2 separate regions of the Zea mays genome follow, and region 2 is linked to region 1. The links are chromatin contacts, called in public Hi-C maps. All regions are on one chromosome and are shown on one strand. Each heading gives the region's core, a stretch centred on a gene start, on an enhancer-like site or on the middle of the called end of the contact. The rest is flanking DNA. Distances are from core to core; before and after follow the strand shown. Region 1 holds the start of LOC100384172. Region 2 holds the start of LOC100273790 (ER lumen protein retaining receptor family protein).

Region 1 (6,706 bases), core at 3,815-6,314:
AAGCATTCCTACAACATTCCTAAGCACCAAGACATCGATCTCGCGCATTCGTTTCATTGTGATAGCATAAGGAGCTCTTGTGGAGTTGTGAACTCTTTGGGTTGTGTTGCGAGCTCTTGTTGCGACTTGTGTGCGTGTTGTTGCTCTGATCTTTTGAAGTCTTGTGTGTGTTGCTCATTCCCCCTTGCTCTGTGTTTCTTTGTGAACTTCAATTGTAAGGGCGAGAGGCTCCAAGTTGTGGAGATTCCTCGCAAACGGGATTGAGAAAAAGCAAGCAAAACACCGTGGTATTCAAGTAGGTCTTTGGACCGCTTGAGAGGGGTTGATTGCAACCCTCGTCCGTTGGGACGCCACAACGTGGAGTAGGCAAGCGTTGGTCTTGGCCGAACCACGGGATAAACCACTGTGTCATCTCTGTGATTGATCTCTTGTGGTATTGTGTTTTGTTGAGACTCCTTTCTAGCCACTTGGCATTCATTGTGCTAACACTTAACAAGTCTTTGTGGCTATAAGTTTAAACTTTTACAGGATCACCTATTCACCCCCCCCCCCTCTAGGTGCTCTCAGGAAGCTCCTCTGAAGCCGAGGTCGAGTCTGTCTTCCGTGGCCGAGGTCGAGTCCGAGCCCCTGGTTCGGGCGAGGCGGAGACCGTCGGCTGAGGCCAGGGCGGAGTCCGAGCCCTGGGGTCGGGCGAAGCGGAGTTCGTCGTCTTCTGGGGCTGAGCCCGAGTCCGAGCCCTGGGTCGGGCGGAGCGGAGTTCGTCGTCTTCCGGGACTTAGCCCGAGTTCGAGCCCTGGGTCGGGCGGAGCGGAGTTCGTCGTCTTCCGGGGCTTAGCCCGAGTCCGAGCCCTGGGTCGGGCGGAGCGGAGTTCGTCGTCTTCCGGGGCTTAGCCCGAGTCCGAGCCCTGGGTCGGGTGGAGCGGAGTTCGCCGTCTTCCGGGGCTTAGCCCGAGTCCGAGCCCTGGGTCGGGCGGAGCGGAGTTCGCCGTCTTCCGGGGCTTAGCCCGAGTCCGAGCCCTGGGTCGGGCGGAGCGGAGCTTCCTATGGTGCCTGCGGCCGGGCCTGACTGCCTGTCAGCCTCACTCTGTCAAGTGGCACCGCAGTCGGAGCGGCGCAGGCGGCGCTGTCTTTCTGTCAGGCCGGTCAGTGGAGCAGCGGAGTGACGGCGGTCACTTCGGCTCTGTCGGCTGGGGGGCGCGCGTCAGGATAAAGGTGTCAGGCCACCTTTGCATTAAATGCTCCTGCAATTTGGTCGGTCGGTGCGACGATTTGGTCAGGGTTGCTTCTTGGCGAAGACAGGGCCTCGGGCGAGCCGGAAATATGTTCGCCGCTGGAGGGGGGCCTCGGGCGAGACGGAGATCCTCCGGGGTCGGCTGCCCTTGTCCGAGGCTAGGTTCGGGCGAGGCGTGATCGAGTCCCTCGAATGGACTGATCCCTGACTTAATCGCACCCATCAGGCCTTTGCAGCTTTATGCTGATGGAGGTTACCAGCTGAGAATTAGGAGCCTTGAGGGTACCCCTAATTATGGTCCCCGACACAACTCCAATGAAGGTCTCATCTCATCACACAAGAGACATGATGCTGAGCACCGGACATACACTGTACGAACTACTTTGTGCAGTTCCTAAAGGCGTACTTGCTACTCTGTAGCGTACTCTGTAATCGTAACACAGCGACAGTACAAGGTTTGGGGGTAACGATCGATCGTTGCTTGATGATTTTCTATGGTGGTCTTCTTAGGACGCTCACATCTATAAATGAATTTCAGAGGAAGGCATTCTTTGTAACTATAGATTATATAATCTATATTACATAGTTTGAACGTACCTATTTGGCAATCCAGCTTATTGAAATTTTGATTATTAATTTTAGTCAAGTGTTACGTAGCGAGAGCAAGGAAAAATAAATGAAACGTTTTTAAAAGAGTGGTAATAGTGGTTAATTTCTTCTGAAGTTGAAATGGTATTGGGTCATTTCCAAAAAAAAATAATATCAAATAAGCACCCCTTGAGTAGATTATGAGATTGCGATAATCTAGCCTCCATATTATATAATCCGGCATAATAATCTAGATTATTTAACGTAGATTATATAATTGAGATAGAATATAATCTGAAACAAACATGCACTAAGCAACTAAAGAGGAGGGCATAGTGTGTGCGTGCCTCTAAAAACGACTCTTCAAATCTACTAACTATTAAGAGAGCACTGTAGACTGTCCCCGCCTCCCTACCCCGCCCGCCCGCCAGACGCGACAACCGCGATCCGCCCGCCCGCCCTCCGCAATCCCCGCCCGCCATGTGAGGCATGCTGGAAGTCCATCAACCACCGGATCCTCTCCAGCCGCCTCACCCTCGCGGTCCTCCCCGATGAGCACGCGCTCGCGGAGTCCATCAAGCGCCACCTCGCCGCCTCGGGCTGCCCCAATGATGCGCTCTCATCCGCTGACCTCCACTCCAAGATCTCCGTCCATGCCCCCCGAGCGTCGCTGTGGCCGATCCTCTACCTGCTCGACTCGCTCTCCTCGCAGTACCGCGCCGCCGCCGCGACTTCATGCCTCCCAACTCTTCCCATCGCCGCCCCACCGCGGAATACCACCTCGGGGAGAGCGAGTCGAGCAGGACAACTCTTCCCATCGTCGTCCGCCCGCTCACCGCTGACCGCCCGCTCTAGCGCTCGGACTTGGCCCCGTTTCTGCCCTCGCCCCTCAGCCGCCCTGGCGCCTGTCCGAGACCGACGTCCTTGCTCTATCCAGTCAGTTGACCAGCTTGACTTCTTTAGCTCGTGCTCTCCGTCCCTGACTTGATTTCTTCCTTTCAGCCCAACCCAGCCCAAAGCCGTCAGATCGCGGCACTCCGTCCAACCCTCCTGGGTACGACGACGATGACGATGAGGCCATCGTCACCCCCTCCGTCCCCTACGACCCGATGGCGCTAAGGAAGGCGTTCGAGAAGGTCGTGGTGAAGCGACTAATGACAGACATCCCGTTCAACGTCTTGCTCTCCGGCGGGCTGGACTCGTCGCTGGTGGCGGCCGTCGTCGTTCGCCACCTCGCCGGGACAGAGGCCGCCAGGCGCTGGGGCACCAAGCTCCACTCCTTCTACGTGGGCCTGGAGGGTTCCCCTAACCTCAAGGCGGCCAGGGAGGTGGCGGAGTACTTGGGCACCCTGCACCATGAGTTCCACTTCACCGTTTAGGACGACATCGACGCCATCGAGGACGTGATCTACCACACGGAGACGTACGACGTCACCACAATCAGGGCGAGCACGCCCATGTTCCTCATGTCGCGCAAGATCAAGTCCCTCGGGGTCAAGATGGTCATCTCCAGCGAGGGCTCCGACGAGCTCTTCGGAGGCTACCTCTACTTCCACAAGGCGCCCAACAAGGAGGAGTTGCACCGCGAGACGTGCAGGAAGGTCTGTGTCAATTTCTTTCACTGACTGACTGGCTGACATTGGTGGATGGATGGATGATCGATTCTTGCTCTGCAGGTTAAGGCTCTGCATCAGTATGACTGCCTGAGAGCCAACAAGGCGACGTCGGCTTGGGGCTTGGAGGCTCGCGTCCCGTTCCTGGACAAGGAGTTCATCAATGCGGCCATGAGCATCGATCCTGAGTGGAAGATGGTATTTGCTGACACTACCCTAGCTGAGAACGGAAAGAGAGCTCATTGCCTTTTCAATCAAACAAAGCAAATCAAAGCATTATGTATATGTGACCAGATGAGGGCTTTAATTTGCAGGTCCGACCTGATCTTGGAAGGATTGATAAGTGGGTGCTGAGGAAGGCATTCGACGACGAGGAGCATCCATTCCTGCCCAAGGTGGTAGCCAACCTGCGTTTCAGCTGCTTGAATCTTCCCTAGCCAAAATTTGGACGTTCAGACAGACATCTAAAAAGATTTTGCCTTGCAGCATATCCTCTACAGACAGAAGGAGCAGTTCAGTGACGGCGTCGGGTACAGCTGGATCGATGGCCTGAAGGCTCATGCAGCATCAAATGTAAATGTTGCCATGTCAATTTAAGGACAGCTCTGTTTTTTCTCTCTCTCCATGGATCATGATCCATATACATACACTATTTGAATGTTGGTGACTGACAAGATGCTGTCGAATGCAAAGTTCATCTTCCCACACAACACTCCGACCACCAAGGAGGCCTACTACTATAGGATGGTCTTCGAGAGGTTCTTCTCACAGGTGGGTGGAGCTAATTTAAATTCGTTTAGGTTCTTAATAAATTCATACAATAATTAATATATGTTCATTTATTTGAATATAGACATAAAAATCAAGATCTAATCTCTTTACTAATTTTAGGAGGATAGAGGGGCATTCTTCAGCCAGCAGACATTAACATGTAAACATATTACTAAATCATTGGCCATGCAGAAATATGCTATCCTGACGGTACCTGGCGGGCCAAGTGTGGCGTGCAGCACAGCCAAGGCCATCGAGTGGGACGCCTACAATAGGGTCTTATAGAGTAGTAATAGATTTGTGAGTCGTTGCAATGCATATACACCTACTATCATATATATATAGGTCTGCATGATATTGATGGTTACAATGTAGTGATGAAACAAGTAGATTAAAATAACAAAATTTATATGTATAATCAGGATCACCAATAGATTACAAAATCTTCTCATAACAATGTAACACATTTTTATATAAGTTATCGTGATATTATATGTTCCCGTTGTAACGCACGGACACACACCTAATTTAGATTATATAATCCATCTAATAATCCACATCGTTTGTTTAACTCTCTAATCTTATTTAAGTTAAATTATATAATCTGGAGGATAAATAAATAAGCCTTCTATAAATTGCAAAACACAGTCCCTGGCTCCCTGCAACCAAACACCCCAGGAAACTGCTCCCCTGACACCGGACAGTTCCGTACTCGCCCGCCGACCCAACCCTCTATCCTCGTCGTCTTCCACCTCACGCCCTCTTTTTACTCTCCAGTTTTTTTTTTCTCTGCTTTGCCGTACGTTGGTGCGCCTCTCCCCTCCTCAGCTCCTCTCCACGGCTCCAACCCACCTCGGCATCGACGCCGATTTGTTACATGGCGGACTCGCCGGTGGAGCTGCCGAACCGGCTCGCCATACTGCCTTTCCGCAACAAGGTGCTGCTCCCTGGAGCCATCGTTCGGATCCGATGCACCAACCCCAGTAGGTGAGCGCCCGCACCAGCCGTAGAGAGCTTGTAGCGCCGCCTGATCATCGGCGTGGGTTTCGATTTTGGGTTTGGGGATTAATTTGGTGCGCGTTCGGCGTATCGGGCTCAAGGTTTTCTGTTTAGGGAGTTTATTTTCTTTATATTGGTTTTATCCCCATCGCAACTGTTTTGTAGACACGTGGTCTGTGTTACGTCTAATTACCCACACTTGCTACGAAATAGCGACTCCTTGCCTTCAATTTTGAAGCAGTATGCGAATTAAGTAAATTTGGTATCTCGCTTCAGACGGAAAATTTTGAAATTTGTGGTCTCAATTTGATGCGTTCGTTGAATTTGGCGGGTTTTCAGTGGGCTGTTTGCTTTTGAGGGCCGGCAGATTCCGCGTCCGTTTTCCACCTTCCCGTTAGTGTCCTACTTTTCTACGCGCAGTTTGGTCCCTTGTGGTTGAGCTTTCCTTCGGAGTCGACTTACTATTATGTATATTGACTATGTGGGAGGAATCCTTGTTTTTGCAGATTGTTTTGATTTTTTACTTGGTTTGTAACTTTGTCGGTGTGATTGTTTGCCTCTCCAGTGTGAAGTTGGTGGAGCAAGAGCTCTGGCAGAAGGAAGATAAAGGACTGATCGGGGTACTTCCTGTGCGGGACTCGGAGGCAACAGCTATTGGCTCTTTGCTGTCTCCTGGTGAGATGAAGATCGTGACTTCGAGTTTTGCCGTATAAGCAAAGTTGTTGAGCATTGTGGACATACATTTACTTCTTGCAGTTGTTATCACTCTTGTAGGTGTGGGCAGTGATTCAGGCGGAGGAGGCAGTAAGGCCGTCGGTTCTGCAGGAGAGTCATCAAAGCAGCACCTAAAAAATGGGAAGGAGCCCATTCAGTGGCACACCAAGTGTGACATCACTATCTTTGCTTATCTAATGCTTGTATTTTATTCATGGACAAGCTTATATAGAGATAAACACATTCAAGTTTGGAAGATGACTGTTGGTGAATATAACAGTGGGGTTTATACTGCATTCTATTCTATAAACATGAATAATAGATGAAGGAAAATGGTTGCCTTTTTTATTTATTTTACCCTGTGTATGCGTGTGCACACAAGTGCAACGTTCATTAGCCTACAGTTGTCTGAGATAATGATGGCTGATATAAGATTCACAGTGAGCAGATATTTTTCACACAGTAATCTGTCCAATTGATTTTTCACACAGTTTTGATTAATAAGCTTAGCTAGAGGAGCGTTGTAAGCATGCACGGTTTTCCATATTTTAACATCATATGTGCTTAACCTACTTCTTCTTATGAAAGGTTTGCTGAACTATGCAAATTTATATTTATTATTTCCAGCTATAACTTAAGCTATATTGAACCTATGGGTACATACACTGGCGAAACATGGTGGATTATAGATAATCTACGTTACACATTTTTTATGCAATTATGATATGGCAATATTTCACTACCTTATGGGTTTTTTATTCAACTTTTCCTTGACTTTGTTTTTGTTCCA
Region 2 (6,734 bases), core at 2,340-4,839, 160 kb before region 1:
AGAAAAGCGCAGCTATAAACAGTCTCAATATCAACCTATCTTTTAAGAGGACCCTTGCAGCAATTTTGCCATACATATAGTCATAACTCGTAACATCAACTAAAAAAGGCTCCCAGGTTGGGCACTACTAAAAGTACATATGAACCGGTGAAGCACTAAAGTTTTGTATTCTGCTGCAGCTTGCACTTCTCTTACACCACCCCTGAGGGAAGCCGTAGCACCAGCTGCCCACCAACCAGGCTGTACAACGGCAATCACCTATTAGACGACGCCCAAAGGAACAGGCAACTAAAACTCAACAGCAATACTGGATTTACCTCTTCACATAGTAGTAGCAGAAATCTGCAAGGATGAATGTCTGCACGATTTCTGAAAACAGCACCATAGACGGCCACAGACCATAGCCGAGAGCTGTCAGCAGACGGCCACGCGTATCCAAAACCTACATTGCAGAATTTGTTGCTTCTGGTGATCAGGGTTTGAGTACCATTTGTCTAATTGTGGTTCAGTTATGTGAAAACACCAGAGTACAGAATTGACGTGTTTTTTTCATGGCTAAGAGTGACTACAAATCTACAATGGTCAAACAAGAAATCTGTCTGTTCAACAAAAATGACCTAAAACACAAGCATTGGTAAATGTAAAGTTATATTAGGTAAAAAAATAATAACAACAAAAACAAAGGCTGCTACAGAACAATGAAGCTGTGTACATTAGCTCAAGAGTTTATCCAAAAAGACTGACCTGTAGAACCCAGTGGGCGCAGCTAAGAAACCTTGCAACCCCCAACGCAAATACATAGTGAGCTGTAAACGGTTCAACTATCTGCAAAAGATGGTAAAATTAAGTCAAACTTATCATCCTGCAATCGACGGAACCAGATGGCAAGATGGTGATATTACCTTAGTATTTTGCATCAACCGTAATTGTGGAAGCACTGAAACAGCTTCCAAATAAACACAGAACGCCCAGGAGATCCGGTTCACAATGTTATGAGATGTTGAAGGATGAACAAGTAGTGCCAGTCCAGCACATGGTAGCACCTTGAAAGGTAATAACAAAAGCCCAAGCACAATAAGACGGCCATATACAACTAAGACGTGAAACGTTGAGGCAGAAGTATAATTAGCCAGCACAAGTCCAATGCCTTCTGTTCGCAGAGGCATTAGAAGCACTACCACCGATCCCATAAGTACAGAAAGAGAAAGAAACAAGTTACTAACAAAACAGAGACATGGATTTAAAAATGTTTCGACAATAAACGATCTAAAAGGTGATGTGCAGTCTAGCTATGAAGCTACCACAGCCTTGGTCTTAACCTAACCAACTTCAGTGCATTCTAACTATACATTGAGATGATAATGTGGCTCCATTTTGCACAAACTGAACAGCTCCAAGTCAATATCATCAGCATGGGTATGAGAAACTGAATTCTTAGCTAAGAACAGTAATTGATCTAAATTTATAAAATAGCAACGCAAAAGTTTATTTCTTACCACATAGTACAATGCAAAGTTATCCTTGTCCACCATATAAGTTGACCTCAGTTTGAACCGTATCATATAAATAACAAACAGTGTGGCTACAAGTGTAGCACTGTCCAGAATTGTATGGATGTCATACTCCATGACAAAGCTGCAGTACAGTCTAACAGCTAGAAATAACGCAGTTAAATCCTGAGACTTGAGGGATAGTCCTGCAACATGAAAAGCAAAGACCTTGAGACCCCTCAAATCTACATAAAGTAGAGAACGATACCAAAATAAAAGAAATGGAATGGCAAAATGGATTTTCTGACAGGGTAATAGTGTTAGGCCATCTTCTCACATACAACAGACGTTCTGAAGAAATCATATACATTGAACGGTGAAATTTAGGGTAATTTTCACAGTTTGAGGTTGGATTGTTTTAATACCAAACTAAATGATTAATAGATCCACCATGTGAACTAAATCACAAGGTAGACCCTCAATAAGTTTACCACGCATCTGAATAATCTCTGGAGCTCTGATATGGTAATTCCAAATCTAAACCATGCCAAGTAGCTATCATATAAAATCTATAAAAAATGGAATCATCTGCAATATACAACAAAATCTATGTAACTAGAATAAGGGATATGCTAACTGGAAGAAAAGGTACAGGAATGCATAATGCAGTAGAATGAATTCTAATAAACAAATAGATGTTGAAAGAACTAAAGAGTAAAGAGAGCAAAAAACCTGGAAACCACGTGATTCTTATTCAAGATTTGGTTTCTCCATATTTTTCAAAATAACCGCAACATGCTACAACAATCTAAAAAAAGAGTCAAATAAGGCCCTGTTTGTTTCCTTTCAAGATTATATAATCCAACTTATAGATTATATAAGCACCTATTGACCTGTTTATGGATTATCATAATCTAGATACCTAGATTACATAATCTACCTAATAATCTGTGTTGTTTGTTTACCTCTCAACTTATTTAAGCTGGATTATATAATCTAGAGGGTAAACAAATAGGGCCTAAGGGCCTATTTGTTTCAGCTTATAAATTACATAATCTAAATTATATAATCCAGATTATAATCTAGATAGATTATAATCTATATGTAGCTGTTTGGTAGTCTAGATTATTCACAAAGACAACAGTACCCTTGTTTGTTTACTTGAGGTGAGGAAAAAAGGATGACATATATTTTAATTTCTATTTACATAATCATGGGTATTGGGTCTTTTGCCAAAAATAATTTCAAATAAGTTACTCTTGAGGAGATTGAGATTATCATAATCTAGGTTTTAGATTATATAATCTGAACCTATAATCTAGTTGTCTGTTTACCTGCTGGATTATTTGCGCTGGATTATATAATCTGGAGAGATTATAATCCGAAACAAATAGGACCTAAGCCTATACAAATTCCCCCAGTCAAATCAAAGGATAATGTAATCAAGCACGTCTTGCAGCTCCAAAATGTACCAGATGAATACATTAGCACTGAATCCCGTACAAGACCCCAAACAATGACATTGCTACACATCTGAGGTCACAACAAACATTATCTAAAAATTGGACAAAAACATAAGTGGTATTTATAGATACAAAATAGACCAAATAAATATTCTAACCTTTCCCAGTCCTAGATGTTCACAGGAGTAAAATCGTCGTCTGAAACGTTGAATTGGCGGGCCAAATCCTATAAAAATCCTAGACCCTATCTGCGCCGGCACGGGCGATCTCGACAGATCGGGAACGGGTGGCAAAGAAGCAGGCGGAAACGAACCGGCACATGTCTTCTCCTTTGTGAGCTTGTAGATGAGGACGCCTATGCCGAGCGCGTGCGCAGCCTCGGCAGCGACGAAGAGGTTGTCATGGTCGTGGACGATGAAGCGGATGACGACGAGCGCGGCCATGCCGGTGACAACGGCCAAGAAAGCCTTCACCTTGGGCGGCTGCCGCCGCACCCACGACGTCACCACGCTGAGCGGCCGCTTCGCCCCCCTCATCTCGCCTCCCCTTGGTCGCCTTGCGTTCGCACCACCACCACCGGTCGAAGAACACGAGAATTTTTTTCTTATTATTTCCCCTTATTATTATTATTTTTATTCTCTCACTTCCTGCGCTCTCGTGCTTTTGGAGGGGCGACGGATAGATCGGGGCGGAGTTATGGCTGCATTGGTGATTTTGCCGTTTGGGGAGAGGCTGGCGGGGTTAACGTGAGTCCTATCCACCTGGTTGCATTGCCGTTTGGGGAGAGGCTGGCGGGGTTAACGTTTGTGCGAATGTTGCATTGTCAGTCGTAAAATCTAACTGACTATCGTAACCGTGCATCGTCGACGTCTGACACATAGACTTTGTCAATATATCTTTACTGTAGATTAGGAAAAGGATAACAAAATATATAAATTATGATCAGTTTTTTGTTCAGAGAGTTGGTGAATGTTTGCTAAATATAGAGACAAAATGAAGCTAGATGATCAGTAGTTAAATTTAGAAAGTTTATTTAGAGAGTTGTTGGATATGAGAGTTTAGTTCAACTACCTAAATTGTTGATTTATAGAGTCCTTTAAAAAGTTACTAAAGTTGCTCTAAAGCATCTCCAACTGTTATGTTAAAAGGTTTCTAAATCTCAGTTTAACGAGTTATTAGAGAGAGAAAACATGTCGTTAATGGAACTCATAAACGAAGTTGGTAAATTTAAGAAGTTGATATTTTATATTTTCTTGTCCTCACATTTGGCAAGTCAAGAGGGACTCTCCAAAACACTTTTTCGTGTAAAATTTGTGCTATGTGTCTTCTATTTTTATTCTGTTTATTTTTTAATAATAAACTTTGGCTATTATGTGGAAAAGATTTTTGTTGCGTGTTAGACTTTTTTATTTCTACAGTTTACAATATTTCTCTAGAGAGCATCCAATCAAGCAATTTTGGTTATATTTAAAATTGATGGCATATATATTTATGTCTGTTTGTACGCGGATTTTAGAACCATTGGAAAAACAATATCATGTTTGATGAGAAAAAACATAAACTTACTATAACGTGAGAGGGAGAGAAGTTTTCTACTAGTATAATTTGAAATATTTAGCAACTAAAAATAAAGAACTACTGGAGAAAAAATTTTACTCCCTATTATTATTTAGCAACTTTCTCATATATATTTTTAGGGAGCTTTTTTTATTACAAAACCACTGAATATACTCTAAGGTCGTCTCTACATTTCTCCCCCCCCCCCCCCCCCCCCCCCCCCGAAATCACCCCCTCCTGCTCTAACAACGCCCCCTCGGCCCTCATGCACCCTCTCGCTAGGGTGAGCTCGCCCACGCCCCTTGAAATGGGAAGCTCTAATCTTTCCCTTCCACTAATTGGCACATTTAACTGTAAAATTTAACTATTTTTAAGTTACTTGATAACAGTTGTGTTATGAAACTAGGTTGAAGAGGAGTAGAAGGGGTGTTTAGTTTCTAGTCCCTATATTTTATTCTATTTTACTAATTACGGAAATTAAAATAGAGTTTTAGTTTTCGTATTTAACAATTTAGAAACTAAAATGGAATAAAATAGAGAGACTAAAATTTAGTCCCTAAAAACTAAACACCCCTGAAATAGGGAAAGAACAATTGACGGGATATATTTAAGGGAGTGTTTGAATGCACTATAGCTAATAATTAGCGGCTAAAATTAGTTGTAGACATGCAAACACTTTAGCTAATAGTACAATTATTAGTTATTTTTAGTAAATTAGTTAATAGTTAGCTAGCTATTTATTAGCTAGCTAAATTCACTAGCAATTTTTAGACTAACTATTAGCTCTATTGCATTTAAACACCCCCTAAATATGAATAAAAAGTACGAGTAGAGGATTTGAAGGGAGAATCGTTTGATATAAGATGTGTTTGAATGCACAAGAGTTAATAGTTAGTTGACTAAAAATTACTAATAAAATTAGCTAGCTACCCAATAGCTAGCTAACGAGTAGTTATATTACTAAAAGTAGCTAATAGCTAAATTATTAACTAGATTGTTTGGATATCTCAACTAATTTTAGCAGATAACAATTAGTTTTAATGCATTCAAACACCACTAAAGACTAACAGTCACTAACTGTTTGTCTGTTTGATGCGCGTTAAGGCTACTGCAGCCCCTGGACTGCTCGTCGCCGGTGCTGTTGTTGTACGGTACGTGTACGCCGAAAGCACAGCGCGACGTCGCTCGCGGTCAAAGAGGGTCTTTCCCCCGGACCAACGCGGCCACGGGTTGTTCTCCTGTCGATGCTCCACGCACGCGGCATGCCTCACCACTCGCGCCACATTCAACACCCCCACCCGCTCCCCTCACTGCCAGTTGCGGCCCACCGCAGCAAACATATCGTACGGTCCCACAGACATCGGCCGAAAACTTCCTTCTAAGAGCCCGTTTGGGACGGCTCTCCCGTGGCTCCAGCTCCGGCTCCGTGATGAAGCTCTCCCAAACGAGTCTGCTGAAATGACTCTTTAAAGAGAGCAGAAGTCAGTTTAGCTCCTAAGAGTCGGAGCCCAAAAAACCTGCTCTCGCACTAGCTCCACGCCCATCCCCGTGCGCATGCACCACGTGCAGCCTCTCGCTGGTGTTCAGTAAAGAGTCGTTTTACCAAACGATTTGTAAAAGACATCGGCTGCGGCAGAGAAGTTGCTTCTTTAAAAGAGCCGCGATTGGAGCCAGTTTTAGAGGAGCCAGAGCCCTCCCAAACAGGGCCTAAATCCTCTGTGACCGTGCAGGCGTGCACCCAGCAATTCCTTATATTACCGCCTTGTGCGCTCCCACCCCAACTCTACCACACGCCCACACCCAGACCTAGGGCTGGAAAATAAGCTCGAGGCTCGCGAGCCGGCTCGAGCTCGAAGCGGCTCGGCTCAGAGCGAAGCGGCTCGTGAGCCTCGAACGAGCCGAGCCGAGTCGAGCCTCTTCTTTGAGCTCGTTTTTGCAGTGAGCCGAGCCGAGCCGGCTCGTTCCAGCTCGCGAGCCTTGCAAAATTGATTAATTTATTGAATATTAGATAATTTTATGAATAGTAGCTCATTTTTTAGACTTTGACAATGAATATATTACAATTTATAATTTAAATTACTCATAATGTTGATTGATGATTCTATATTTCAAATTTATATAATGTTAATTCACCAAATAATGCAACGATAAGTACCAGAATATGGCTCGTGAGCCGAGCTGAGCCGGCTCGCGAGCCAAGGTCGAGCCGAGCCTCTTTTGCCAG

The links. A called contact is a pair of places that touch in the nucleus more often than the background predicts.
Region 2: a contact with region 1 is called in a Hi-C map of tassel, with 2.8 times the contacts expected there. The contact joins the promoter of LOC100273790 here to the promoter of LOC100384172 in region 1. A contact is called at or near these places in 2 of 25 Hi-C or Micro-C datasets (ear and tassel).

The regions. Positions count from the first base shown.
Region 1 is chr2:202,185,107-202,191,812 of Zm-B73-REFERENCE-NAM-5.0, reverse strand. LOC100384172 reads left to right here and starts at 5,064. Exons shown (of 17, transcript NM_001362247.1): 1 at 5,064-5,190; 2 at 5,768-5,877; 3 at 5,977-6,085. The coding sequence starts at 5,081. It also overlaps the pseudogene LOC103649216.
Region 2 is chr2:202,338,638-202,345,371 of Zm-B73-REFERENCE-NAM-5.0, reverse strand. It overlaps LOC100273790 (ER lumen protein retaining receptor family protein), which reads right to left and starts at 3,589. Exons shown (of 6, transcript NM_001360445.1): 1 at 3,267-3,589; 2 at 1,497-1,696; 3 at 903-1,043; 4 at 745-825; 5 at 318-442; 6 at 1-240. The coding sequence starts at 3,489. The coding sequence ends at 192.